Linked DNA regions of Sus scrofa: region 2 is linked to region 1. Evidence: chromatin contacts called from public Hi-C data. All regions are on one chromosome and are shown on one strand. Each heading gives the region's core, a stretch centred on a gene start, on an enhancer-like site or on the middle of the called end of the contact. The rest is flanking DNA. Distances are from core to core; before and after follow the strand shown.

Region 1 (3,266 bases), core at 274-2,773:
ATCAAATACATTAAAGGGTCCCACATAGAAACAGTGTAAAGAACTATTTTTAGCTCCCCTAGCTAGACAATGAACCTTCTGAACCAACATCCAGATTGACATTGACCTCAGCAGGGCCCACCACACAGCAGAAGCTCAAGCAATACTTGTTTCTTTGTAGGATTTGACATAGGTTAACTCTTAATTATTTTTAAGAGAACATGATTTGCCTCCCGGCATATCCAAAAATTTGTTTTTTCACAATGTATAACCCAGAAATTTGTCTAAATCATATAAAGGTGATAAAGGTTTCATTTCACTATTGCATTGTTTTAAAGTACCTTATTAAGCCTTTTGAAATGTAATCAAATAAAAATGTCACTGTTTAACGAAATCATGCATTCCATTTCAGTTTGATTTACCTTTGTGCAACTATGAACACAGACTGTCAGAAAATCAAAATGACAAAACGAAGTGATCAAGGTCTATTTAATAACAAATTAATTTTTCATTACATTTTATTAGATGTGCAAGATCTCCAATTTGAAAGTGCTTTCTTACTTATCCTATTTGTACATTTTAGTATTATCTCTTGTTGCGCTGGAATATAAAAGTCTTCTACAGGCAGCTTAAGGGACCAATTAACTCCATTAAATTATATCCAGTTATGTAGTGAACTGAACCACTGCTGTCTGGGGCTGTCTGGAGCTGTGACAATTAGGAGATGGAGAGAGGCAGAAAGAGATTGATTTTAATATGTCACAGAAGCACACTGCAACAATATGCCAGCGTGACTTTCAAAATGGCCTTAAAATATTCCAAACTCAGGGAGTTTCCTTGCTCCTGAGTGGGAGTTGACAGACTGTCTGGCAGCGTTAGAAAGAGGCAGAGAAAAGCTGATGTCTATATTGTGTCCTCTGATAATAACGTTCTGCCTCTCTGCGGCATCTCCCCCTTAGAAGGATCCGTCTATTTGTTGTGAGGGTGGTGTGGGTGTGTGTGTGTGTGTGTGTGTGTGTGTGTGGTGCGCTTGCGCGCGCACCCGACCGCTTTGCCTCCTCTGGTGCAGAGGGCATGATTTCACCTCTCACATCTGGGAAAACCATACCGAAGGACACTAAACCTCCCAAGGTCATCTAGAAAATTAGTGTTGTGGCCTGAGGGGGGGTGGGAATGGAAGGGACAGAACCCAGGCATTCTGACTCCAGCTTTGTGGTTGGACACCAAATTATTTTCCTTCCCTTGTGAAAAAAAAAGGAAAAAAAAAATCATTGGGGGGGAGAGTAAGAGATTAATCAGATTTCCTTCTCGTTCCCCCTTACCTCCCCTCTCTCTCGAGATAAAAACTCATGAAAGCAAACGAGGTGTCCACTCTGCAGTTCTTAAGCTGTGTCCCCCCCAAATCCAACCCCACCCTTTACCCTCAACACAAAGCGATCCGGACTCCCAAGGTTTCCGCCCGTCCAACCCCGAGCCTGGGAGGTGAGGAGTGGTTAAAACTCAGCCCTCACCTCCAGCCGGTCCCGGCTCCACGGCGCCCAAGCCACGCCCCCACCGCCCTTCCCCCACGGCCTCGGCCCGCCAGCCCCTCTCCCCTCTCCCAATCGGGCGCACCCACCCCAGATGCCGCCTGGCACCGAGCGCAGCCGCCGCCGCCGCCGCCGCCGCAGCAGCACTTTCCACTGGTATTGATCACCTCCTGGCCCCGCTCAGCCTGCTTGCCGGAGCGGAGCGCTGCCAGAGCGCCAGTCCTTGGCAGCCCCGGAGCAGTTGGGCTCCGGGAGGCAACTCCTTGGGAGCGCCCTGTCCGGGGTGCCCTCTGCGCTCTGCAGTGTCTTTCTCTGTGCCTGGGAGAAGAAGGAGGAGGAGGAGAGGAAGGAGGAGGAGGAGGACGTCTGGTCCGGGCTGGGAGGTGGAGCAGCGGCAGCCGCCGCCGCCGCCGCCGCCGGAAAGGGAGAGGCAGGAGAGATCGAGACTTGGAAACCTCAAAGTGCCCGCGACCCTGCACGGCAGGCTCCCTTCCAGCTTCATGGGCAAAGTGTGGAAACAGCAGATGTACCCTCAGTACGCCACCTACTATTACCCCCAGTATCTTCAAGCGAAGGTAAGGGGGAGCGGGAGACAGGGGACCCGGGAGGAGGGGACGCCGGGGGCGCGCGCTGCTCGGGCCCGGAAGGGGCGCGCGGCTAGTCCCCGCCGCCCCCGGCGGAGTTGCTGGAAGGTTGCTAACTATAGCGCTGGCCTGGGCGAAGCCAGGCTGCGCGCCGGGCGGCGGCTGCCCGCGGAGCGGAGTGCGGGGATCGGGTTACAGAGAGCCGCGGGGGGAGAGACTAGACAGGAAAGAGCCGCCGGCCCCTTCCTGGCCTGGGAGGCGGGGAGGGTCGCGAGCCGAGCGGCGCCCCTCGTCGAGCGTCTGCTGCTGGGTCGCTGACGCCTGGGGCCCGTGCCCGGCCCCGCCGGCGGCGCGGATCTTCGACCACCTTCTCCTGGGCCTCGCGTGGCGAGCAGCAACTCTCGGTTTCCCTCCGAGTGGCGCGGAGCCTCCCGCCCCCGGGGACGCCCCTCAGCCTCCCGCGCGCGCGGTGACTGGGGCTGGAGGGGTTGGGGGTGGGGGGGACGGGACTTTTCCCTCCCCGCCTCCGGCCCTGCGCGCCCGCCCCTCGCGTTGATCTTTGTGCGGTGTGGCACTTCACCTGGTTACTGATTTCTACTTTTACGCTGGTGTTTTGGGTAGAAAAGTGGCCAAAGTTCACTCAGCGTTCATTGATGTCCCTTTAATCTTCCCTGTAGCTTTTGCAAAGGACGGACAATGGGCATATTTCGGTGCAGAGAAAGAAGTGACTTCGTATTTAGTTTAGAAAAATACTACCTTATATGTTTACCACCGATCGATTTCCAGTGGTGCTTTCTCAAAAGTGGCCTTGTCACACTCTTGGGTGACACAGCAGATGACATGTTGCATACAGATTGCGACTGGCTTTCTAGGGACCCTGGGTACGTTGTTAGTGGGCCTATGCTATTTTTACAATAAGAATTTGATTCCTCCTGAATTCATTTGAAAAAAAAAAAATGGGTCCACAAAGAGTGAGGGTTTCACTGCTTTGGAAGCTTCTTCCACGGTTTAGGAGGGCATAAGTTGGCTACCAGCCTTCTTCAGCAATTAGCATCTCCCTTGACTCCTGGTGCCCTTGTAGATCACGAAAGAATCAAGTATGGGCACAGTATCTGAACTTTCTTTGAGGGGTTATAATCATGCTCTGCTTGCTGACACAGGGCATTTCTGGCCT
Region 2 (3,266 bases), core at 460-2,959, 410 kb before region 1:
GTGGGTTAAGAATCCAACTGCAGTGGCTCAGATTGCTTCAGAGGTGAAGGTTTTATCCCTGGCCTGGAGCAGTGGGTTAAAGGATCCGGTGCTGCCACAGTTGTGGCTCAGATTCAGTTCCTGACCTGGGAACTTTCATATGCCGTGGACTTAGCCATTAAAAAATTTTTTTTGTATAAAATAGATAATTCTGAAATAATAGTAGTAACTGCTTTTAAGGCTCATCACTATACAAAATGCTTCATCTGAAGTATCTCCTAGAACTGCATGAGGATAAAAATTAGATGTTAATTTAAAATTGAGGCTTTCAACACTAAAAAGTACTGATTATGCTGATACAGTTACCTTCTATTTTTTATTATTTTTTTGTCTTTTTGCTATTTCTTTTGGGCCGCTCCAGCGGCATATGGAGGTTCCCAGGCTAGGGGTCGAATTGGAGCCTTAGCCACCGGCCTACGAAAGAGCCAGAGCAATGCGGGATCCGAGCTGCGTCTGCGACCTACACCACAGCTCACGGCAATGCCGGATCCTTAACCTACTGAGCAAGGCCAGGGATCGAACCTGCAACCTCATGGTTCCTAGTCGGATTCGTTAACCACTGCACCATGACGGGAACTCCTATAGTTACCTTCCAAAAGCAAATTTTTTTGCTCTATGTAATTATCCCAGCTAGGAAAACTATCGCCAAATAGTCAAATAAAATAAGTGGAAATGAAATGAAATACATGTACAACTCACTGTCAGAACAGGAAAGGATGCTGATCATCAACCCCTTACCCTTAGTTCCATGAAAATATTTTTATTGGCTTAAAAAAGAATATATCATTGTGTGTATTTTTAAAAATCAGAGACATCTTGAATTATCAAAGAAAACTTTACAGAACACTGAAACCTACCAAAAATAGGCTGGGGGAAGTTGAAAGGAAAGCAACATCTGATTGATGGTTAAATTACACAACACTGTCACTTCCTTGACAACTGAAGGACGTTTCTCGTTTGTGTGGAGAAACCTCTGCAGTGTTTGCAACAATAAATTTGTCGGTTTAGTGTATAGCTGAAAATATTCACTAGGGGGCAGCCTCTCACTGAAATGCAAGAGAGACTGCCTGCATCATCTGATTTCAATAAGAAACTGGCCCAGGGAGGCACACATTCTCGGCACAGCCTCTAAAGGGAAATTTATGCATCTATAAAATGTTGAATCAGCACAGTCACTCAGTGGCCAGTAAAGGAAGGAAAAAGTCTTGCATAACATTAAAAGCCCAGCATCAATAGATGCTTAGCTGTATGGACGGTGTGTGCTTTGAACACAAAACCTTTGCTGTGTGTGTGCTGAGCGTTTGGCTACTGTCAGGTTTTTTAAGTCATAGTTGATACACACACACACACACACACACACACACACACACAAAGCCACCATGCAAGTAAACGTTTTATAGTTGGGAAGGAATTGAAACAAGTACGGATTGATTTTTCCTTAACCGCTTAAACCCTAGGTTTAAACTGAATGGAACGCTGTGGCCAGGCTGTTCCTTCACCGCTTCCTGACTTTTGTATGACCCTTTCTACCAACCTATTGTTTTTCCTTTTTGCCACTCTTTCTCTTGCGTTTTATATTCCTCAAGTGATCTCACCTAACAAAATCAACAGCCCGTGTCCCGAGGAGAGTCGTGACTGTGTTTTTTTAACCGGGCTCTGAATGGTCTCAGCATTACTCAGAGGCAATATTTGAAATGTGATACTGCCCAGTTCCTCTGCAAGCCAGCAGGGCTGCCAGGCCTATTGTGTCTATGATTGTAAATGCATCTGAGAGCCCCTGAGCAACTGGTGTGACCTTGTGTGGTCCGGGAAGCTGGGAACTGGGACAGAGCAAGGGTGGCCAGGCACATTGTAACCCAGGACCCACATGCAGCATAAGCTGAGCATACAGATGCTTGTGGAAACGTGGGGGCCACCCCTGCAGCCTGGTATGGAAATGGAGCTTGAGAAGAGGAAAGAAAAGGAATCCGTTAGACTAGAGGTGGGCATCCACAGAAACTAGGGCCCACAGAATCAATAATTATTCCCTAAGCTGGAGGCTAGAACTTGTGGCAGTTAGAAAGCATGGCTGGGTATGGGCTCTCTAGCCAGACTAGAGTTTGAATGCTAGCTCTGTCTATTGCTGGCTGGCTGTCTTTGGGAAGGTCACTTTTTTGTGCCTCAGGTTCTTTGTCTGGAAAAGGAGTGCTTAGAATAGTGCCTGGCACATGAGTTCAATGAAAGCAAACTATTATTATTATTGTTGTTGTTGTTGTTACTGTTATTAGGATGCAGAAATGAGGGAAGAGGACTTCATAAAAAGTCAGTTTCCTCCACTGAAAAATGGGGGTAATAGCAGAATCCACTTTATAGAGGTGTTGTAAGATTTAAATAAGCTACCATATGTGAAGTGCTTAGAAGAGTACTTATCAAATAGTAAGTGCTCAATAATTAGTACTGCTATTAGAAACCTAGATAGAGACAACGCTACTTTCTAAAGAGTTGTGTGAGGAATGCATATGTGTTCACTGTATTGTCATCACCCAGGATGCTCAATAAATGTCTGTTCATTTTATTTCTTAACTTGATAATCCTGTTGCTTGGGTCACTTAGTATCCATGTGTATCAGAGGGAAAACTAATTTCAACAACAGGGAGCAAGAATTTACATATAATCAGTCCTATAAAGCAGTGGGTCAACTATTTGATATCTGGGAGCATCTTTGGCAATCTGAAGATAGCTATGGACTCATACCCTAGGAAAAAGCATACACTTGCACACCATTTTACATACACACTCAGAAGTTTTTAGGCATGTCTTGTAGGGAGTCCATAGGAATCCATGAATCTGGGACGGGGAGGTAGCTAAGAATTCCTGTAAAATACAGAAGAATATAACAGGAAGAGATGATTCTTTTTTTTTTTTTTTGTCTTTTTAGGGCCACACTCGAGGCGTATGGAAGTTCCCAGGCTAGGGGTTGAATCGGAGCTGCAGTTGCTGGTCTACGACACAGCCACAGCAATAATGTGAGATCCAAGCTGCATCTGCAGCCTATACCATAGCCTGTGGCAACACTGGCTCCTTAAGCCACTGATCAAGGCCAGGTATTGAACCCACATCCCCACGGATACTAGTTGGGTTCATTGCCACTGAGCCACGACAAGAACTTCCCAGAAGAGATGATTCTTAATACAGATTTCATCAGTAAGAATAGGTTTAGAAAGATACCCTCAAATCAGCTCAAGCCC

Evidence for each region. Hi-C and Micro-C count contacts between places; a contact is called where the count stands out from the background.
Region 2: a Hi-C map of embryonic fibroblasts shows a contact between it and region 1, with 2.3 times the contacts expected there. The contact joins the enhancer-like site here to the promoter of RBMS1 in region 1. A contact is called at or near these places in 1 of 5 promoter capture datasets (fetal liver), 3 of 47 Hi-C or Micro-C datasets (embryonic fibroblasts, fetal heart ventricle and fetal skeletal muscle) and 1 of 2 datasets of contacts at active chromatin or transcription factors (alveolar macrophages).

What each region holds. Positions count from the first base shown.
Region 1 is chr15:67,407,684-67,410,949 of Sscrofa11.1, reverse strand. RBMS1 (RNA-binding motif, single-stranded-interacting protein 1) reads left to right here and starts at 1,523. Exons shown (of 14, transcript XM_003133427.6): 1 at 1,523-2,083. The coding sequence starts at 2,009. LOC106506256 (a long non-coding RNA gene) reads right to left here and starts at 1,710. Exons shown (of 3, transcript XR_001301448.2): 1 at 1,598-1,710.
Region 2 is chr15:67,814,929-67,818,194 of Sscrofa11.1, reverse strand. No RefSeq gene overlaps it. Among named protein-coding and RNA genes, the nearest start is that of TANK, 150 kb to the left of the region's middle. Within about 2 kb of position 1,709, at least 33 of the 83 cell types and tissues checked have an H3K27ac peak or open chromatin away from gene starts, as enhancers often do. A contact at or near this core is called in alveolar macrophages and embryonic fibroblasts, where this site is marked.